Linked DNA regions of Mus musculus: region 1 is linked to region 2. The links are chromatin contacts, called in public HiChIP or PLAC-seq maps. All regions are on one chromosome and are shown on one strand. Each heading gives the region's core, a stretch centred on a gene start, on an enhancer-like site or on the middle of the called end of the contact. The rest is flanking DNA. Distances are from core to core; before and after follow the strand shown.

Region 1 (3,100 bases), core at 570-3,069, 72 kb after region 2:
ACCCAGGGCCTGGCCAAAGCTTAGGTTCTCCATCTGTAAACTGGCATAATGCCCTTTACTTTATACCGTTAGTGCCAAATGCAACATGTATAGAGAACATTCTGCCTGTGGCCTGCCATGTAGCTGGAACTCAATAAATGACATCATTTTTCCTTTGTTCACATAAAAATTAGTTTTATAAGTAAAGACTCTTTGGCGGTAAACTCGTGGTCTACAAAAGAGGGAGGGGGGGAGCAGAAGCTGCTCTGTTCTCCAAGAGTGATTGCTAAGGAAATAGAGCTGTTTAGATTCCAGCTATTTATTTGTGAAATAAGCCACCCAGGACGGTGCACAGTGTGGGGTAAGTTGGTAAAAACTGTGAAATGCAATTTGTATAACATGATCTATGGGTTATTAAATTCACTTAGCTCTGAGCAGGCCTGAAATTGAGCAATTACTTTTGGTTTTCCTGCCTCTGTCCTCCAGCCATGAACCTAATAAGTCACTGGAGACTTTGTCCCCAGTCTGGTCCCAGCTGGACTCTGGGCTGAGGAAAGGCGTACGGCCCTGTCTGAGAGTGTGAGTGGATTGGAAGGCTCTTGAGACCTCTTCTGAGGGAGGCTTCTGGGGTCTGTGGAAAGCTGGTTGGAAAGGTGGGGGTCAGGAGATGCTAGCTATGTGCAGGATGCCACACAGAGAGGGCTGGTAAACTCAGGGAAGTATCTTCCACTAAAAGTGACTCCCTTCCCTAAGCAGGGATAGCTACTTCCCAGCTGATTTATAGAGAATAAAGAATGGGGCAAAGGAAGGCACGTGTGCAAGGGAGGAAGCACACAGTGGGTGAGTGGATGCTACTGTAAATCTCAACTGTCACATGCTCTTCCCGTGTCTGCCTGCTGGGAGGCCATGAATACTTCCGTGTCCCCAGTGCCTGGTCCAGAACAAGACCATGGCTGAGATAGAACTGAAGACTGAAAAAATCCCCTCCTTCCTCCTGCAGACTTCTGCCCTGCATCTTGAGTTTACTTTGTTCAGTGAACTACGAAGACAGCATACATAGCACAGGGCATCAGAGCACCTCTATTCACTTCTCCAGAGAAAAGCATGGAAGGAAGGGAATGCAGCCCTCAACAGGGCATCATTTCCAGCTGCCCACTGGCACTCTGTGAAAACAAACGCAGCTGCCAGTATGCTGACTGACAGGGACAAAGGGGGCATCCTCAGCTGACAGGGACAAAGGGGACATCCTCAGCTGACAGAAACACTTGGGACAGGGAGCTGAGAAGACCACAGCTTGTTGGAGCTGTGGGTCCAGCAGGAACAGGGCACGGGGGGTTTGCAGAATTTCTTCTGAATTCTCACAGCATCACCCAGCACCTGATTCTCCCTGCAGAAGGTCAGCTGGAGTCCTCGACAGCACCCTACACCGCTGGCACCCATCCCCTTCCTCTCTTGCTTAGCATCTAAGACTAAAGTCGTGGGCTAAAGGAAACCATTTGATAGCAGGAAATTGACTCAGTCCATCCTTCTCCAGCCAGAGTCGCTCAAGCCCTGAAGTCATTTGTTATGTCCTGTAACGTAAATGGCAAAAACAAAAAAAAAACACTTCTCCTAATCCACTAATGGCTTCCTCAAACAGTGCATAATTCAGAACCTTTCCTATTTCCCAGCTGACAAAACACTCTGTTAATAAAAACATCTGAAACCAGCCCATTCCCGCTTTTGTTTTGACTTAGGAATTAACATCTAGTCTCCCGAGTTTTGAGTTAACGAGATTTCCCTGCATACGCTATACAGCTCCATTCCTCACAACTAAACCAAGCGCTGACTCGGCTTCATCCATGTGGTTGCAGGCAGGGGTGTGGCCATGGGCAGATGTCCTCAAGTGGCATGGGTTCTCCCATCTCAGGCACAGAGCCCCGCCCATGTGACCACGCAGGCAACCACACTTCATGCAGGCAGTGGTGGCTATAACAGGCTCAGTGGGGTGGAGGTTTGAAGTCAAGGTCTAACAACTTGAAGATTTGTGACAGGAGCAGTCATTGTCACTGAGGAAGGTCTTCTCTAGTCTCCATTCTGTGACCAGACTTTACAGCTTCACCTTGCCCTTGGTTAGCTCAGTCTTGGAGCACAAGGTCTGCAAGGAGCATACAAGGCAAAGAGACCCTGCTCTGCCTGCCCCTTATTCCTGTCTGATCCCTCTGTTTCCCTCTGCTCTGGAAGAGACAAGTAACAAGAGCTTACTCTGTAGCTTAGGCTGATCTCAATCTCCAGATCCTCCTGCCTCAACCCGCCAATTACTGGGATTCCGGGGATGGGGGGTGGGGGGTGGGGGACGGGATGCCAGCATCCCCTGTTCATATCTAGAGTTTGAACCCTGAGTCCAGAGATAGCTTGTAACTGCTGCTTCACACTGTTCAAGCTCAGCTGCTTATTGTATTAACGCCAGTCCAAATGTGAAGAGCATCCACCCGGTGCCTTCTCACCTTCCAGCGTTCCCTCACAGAGCTTGAGAATAAAAGCATGAAGACTGGCTGGTGACAAAGGAAGGCAAAGTAAGCTGTCAGGCAACTGATGTGGGACTGGAGGCATGAGTAGGCTGAAAACCCTCCAAGAGGGCTTATGAGTAGGTCTCTAGCAGAGTTGTGGTGTGCACCGAAATTCTAAGTTAACTGAAGGAAACTGATATTTCAGTGGTATGCTATACGAATATTGTCAGGACCCACCCCTCTCCATGCTAATGCCTTCTGGAATGTGGATATCAACCCTGACATCTCTGGACACCCCCCAGGAACAGCCTGCATCACCCTGAAATGCGTGTTATCTATGGGAAACCTTAGGCCTTGTCTGAGCTGAGAGTCAGCCATGCTGACCCCACCAAAGCTTGCTGGGAATTGTCACTCAATCCAAAGGGCCCTGAACTTCAGCAGAGCCCAGGCAAGAGCCCTGCCTTCCTCCCCCAGGGCTCTTAGAGAGCCTTCTTCCCAGACCTACCAGGACAACCTAGCTGAATGCCTGCCTGCTGTCCCCTGTCTGCCATGGTCCCGTTACTCCCTCATATTGGTGTGAGACACTCCCAACATGGCATGAGACCCCCATCTGACTAGCCTGGGAGGATAGG
Region 2 (3,155 bases), core at 613-3,112:
TCATTCTGCTTGCATGGAGACTGTAGGCATCTGTGGAGGTCTGAGACAGTCCTTGTAATTCAAATTTCTGCTGCAGTGTGCTTTGTGAGTATCATCTGCTGTGCTTTGTGGCATTCCCTAAAAAGCCAAGTAACAGGGAACGTCTGGTTACCTGGGAGTCCATTCCAATTCATCAAGGTTCTCCAGAGCTACCCAGGTTATTCTCTCTTGCAGCTTAGATCAGATTCTTGCATGCCTGGGGTTTGAATCAAAATAATGACATCTCTGACTCCTCTCCTCAGGGCATTAAATTTTAATCTTCCTTCTCTTTGGGATAATTAGAAAGAGAGAGAGACAGAGAGAGAGGGAGATGTGGGGGCTGGGAAGCAAACTGGGAGGAGACATGGATAGCAGAGGCCGAGTGGGGATTTCTTCAAGGCAGCTTCTTCCAAAATCAGGAAGCTACTCTGAGGACTGGTGGCTGCACGCTGAATCCTTTTGCAGGGACAAAGGACTGGGCCTAGGGCAGGTGGCAAGGGGGACAGGCCAGGGTGGCTCCTGACAGGGACCTGGGGCCAGAACCATGCATATGAACTAGAGAAGGAGACTGAGAAATCCCTTCAGGTGATCATAGGACTTTTGTCTTGGCTAAGCAGAGTGAGCAAAAAATCAGGCTTCTCAAAGCTTTAGTTGTTCCTAGGATCCATATTCCCTAGAGGACTTGATAGAGGGCCTTGTGAGGTAACAGTCTGCATCATGGTTATAGCTAGTTCAGCCCTCTGACCCCCAGCCCTGGTAAAACGTTACCACAGAGACAACAACCTGGCCATCTGGGAACATCAGGCCCCTGTTGACTTCCGAGGCAGGAGGGGGAGGTTCCTTCTGGGCTCCTTAAAGGGTGGGTTGGGTTAAGATGAGATGAGAGGCTCCCTGGGCGATTCTAAGTGCATGTCAAAATATTTCTCTTTTTTCCATCTGTGGTTATAATTTAAAAACCCAATAAGCAAACGTCTTCAGTTACATGAGCAGTCCTCACCGGAGGCTACAAAGTAGAATAGAGCATTGTAGCCCCCAGCTCTTGTGCATCTTAACAAGCGTAGCTCACCTGCCATGGCTGTTTGGGCTCACTCTTGCCTGAGTCCTTAGGTATTGTGGTGGTTTCTATATCAGGACATGCAGTACAGCGTTTGCCTTATAGCAGAGGGTCGGGAGATGCTTGTTGAAGGAATGAGTAATGGTAGACACTCTGAACGGGAGCGGGTAACAAGAGGCCACCACTTTAGGGCTCCACGTGGATTGTGATCTAGAATTGGTGTCAAAACAATAGCAGATTAGAATGGAAAATGTTTCAGATGTCCATGTGTATGAATGGAGCGAGGCATCTGGTCTGGGGGCCCTGCTTAGGTGCGGCTGTCTTACACTCAGGAGTCTTGCAAGCTGGCTTTCCTCTGCTACTGGCACAGATGCCCCTTTCTTTCTGAGCTTCCCTATGCCTGTGGTAATGATAACCTAGATGGTCATTCTGTGGATGACGACGTAGGTTGACTATTTGGGGGTCCAACCAGTGGGAGAACAGTGGCTCAGATGTACCCCAAATGGGAAGCATTAAGGAAACTGGTGCAAAATACCTGCTTCCACTCTGTAGGACAGATCATCAGAAATGCACACAGATGATGTAGCTGTTGGTAAAGAAACACCTAAGCTCTCCTAGAGGAGTCTGCAGAGCCAGGTTCATGGTGCTCTCTCTCCATCGCAGACATTCTGAGAAGACGACAACGGCATTCAAGAGAATCACTCTGAGCAATGAGACCAACTTCAAGTTGTCACTGACACACTCAGGAAGTGCCCACAACCAGGCAGCTTGAAGGGCTGGCTTCTCATGCCTCTGTGGTGTGGGGCCCACTTCCCTACAACTCATTGCTTCAGTCACTGCCCGACCCTGTCCCTTCTTTCCAACATCCTTTCTCTCCTGCTCTTTGGGGCTGACCCTCAGCAGCCCACCAGCTCTCATCTGCAGCCCACCAGCTCCCATCTGCTCCACCTTCACGGTCTGCTCCTTAGGAGGACCCCAAGAACTTCGTACCGACCCATCTCTTTTGGAGAGGTTCGGTGGCACACTTCCCCCTTCACACTAGCCAGACTCTGTCTGTTGAGTCAGTCTTGACCCCTGTCCTGACAGAAGCCTGTGCAACCCAGCCTTACCAAGAATCCCCAGGTCAGAGCCAGCATAATAGTGCATGCCTGTAATCCTCACCCTTGAGAGGCTGAGGTGGGAAGATTGGGGCTAGCCTAAGCTATTCAGTCAGACCTTGTCTCAAAAAAAAAAAAAAAAAAACAAAAACAAACCAACAAACAAACAAACCAACAACAAAGAAAAACATGCCTCTCTCAGCCCACTCAACTCTGCTTCAGCCATGTAAGTTCCCAGTTCTCTTTGCAGGGTTTAGAGTTAAACCCTATCTCTCTCCTCCTAGTTCAAGTTCTCTCTTACCATAGTCTTGACTAAACTCTTTTGGTTGTTTTAAACAAGTATCAGAAAGTTTACATTTTAAAACAAGGTTCACTTATATTTACTCTGAGTGTTTGTCCCTGTGTATGTCTATGTATCACCTGCATGCCTGGCATCCATAGAGGCCCGGATGCCCTGGAATTGGAGTAGCAGATAGTTATGAGCTGTCAGGTAGATACTGAAGACTGAGCCCACGTCCCCAAGAGCAGCCAGTGCTTCTAACTGTTGAACCATCTTGATAGCCCAGGATATTTACATTTTTAAACAAAGATGATCTAGAAAGATAAGTTAGCCTTTGGAATGGGCTACTGTTGAGTTCTGTGTCTGTGCCCTGGTTATTCGGTTACGGCTAATGCCGGGTGTGGAACCTTACCACTGAGGGCGAACCACTCCAGAAAGAGGCATGTCTGGATGAGCAGTGATGGGCTTCTCTATTTGATTGGGTAAGATTTGATGTAAGAGGGGCAGAAGAGCCTGAGGGACAGGAGGGATGCTCAATAGTGAGTGGTCCAGAAGTTGTCTTATAAATGTCTTCCTTGCTGGAACATCCCTGACCTCACACAGCTCACAGCGTGACACCACATGAATGAATGACATTACATGAATGGACATCAACCCAACATCTGCTTAGGTTAGCTGACAAGGAGAAGATAACAGAAAGGCAGAA

The links. HiChIP or PLAC-seq counts read pairs in DNA pulled down with a chosen protein or histone mark.
Region 1: an H3K27ac HiChIP or PLAC-seq map of microglia shows a contact between it and region 2, with 3 times the contacts expected there. The contact joins two enhancer-like sites. A contact is called at or near these places in 2 of 484 Hi-C or Micro-C datasets (bone marrow-derived macrophages and nephron progenitors) and 7 of 115 datasets of contacts at active chromatin or transcription factors (bone marrow-derived macrophages, craniofacial prominence, embryonic hindbrain and 4 more).

What each region holds. Positions count from the first base shown.
Region 1 is chr7:49,045,667-49,048,766 of GRCm38.p6, forward strand. It overlaps Gm32849 (a long non-coding RNA gene), which reads left to right. Exons shown (of 2, transcript XR_391458.3): 1 at 1-3,100. It also overlaps a transcript of Nav2 not described here. Among named protein-coding and RNA genes, the nearest start is that of Gm32849, 6.0 kb to the left of the region's middle. Within about 2 kb of position 1,820, at least 32 of the 459 cell types and tissues checked have an H3K27ac peak or open chromatin away from gene starts, as enhancers often do. A contact at or near this core is called in microglia, where this site is marked.
Region 2 is chr7:48,973,564-48,976,718 of GRCm38.p6, forward strand. It overlaps a transcript of Nav2 not described here. Among named protein-coding and RNA genes, the nearest start is that of Gm32849, 66 kb to the right of the region's middle. Within about 2 kb of position 1,863, at least 2 of the 459 cell types and tissues checked have an H3K27ac peak or open chromatin away from gene starts, as enhancers often do. A contact at or near this core is called in microglia, where this site is marked.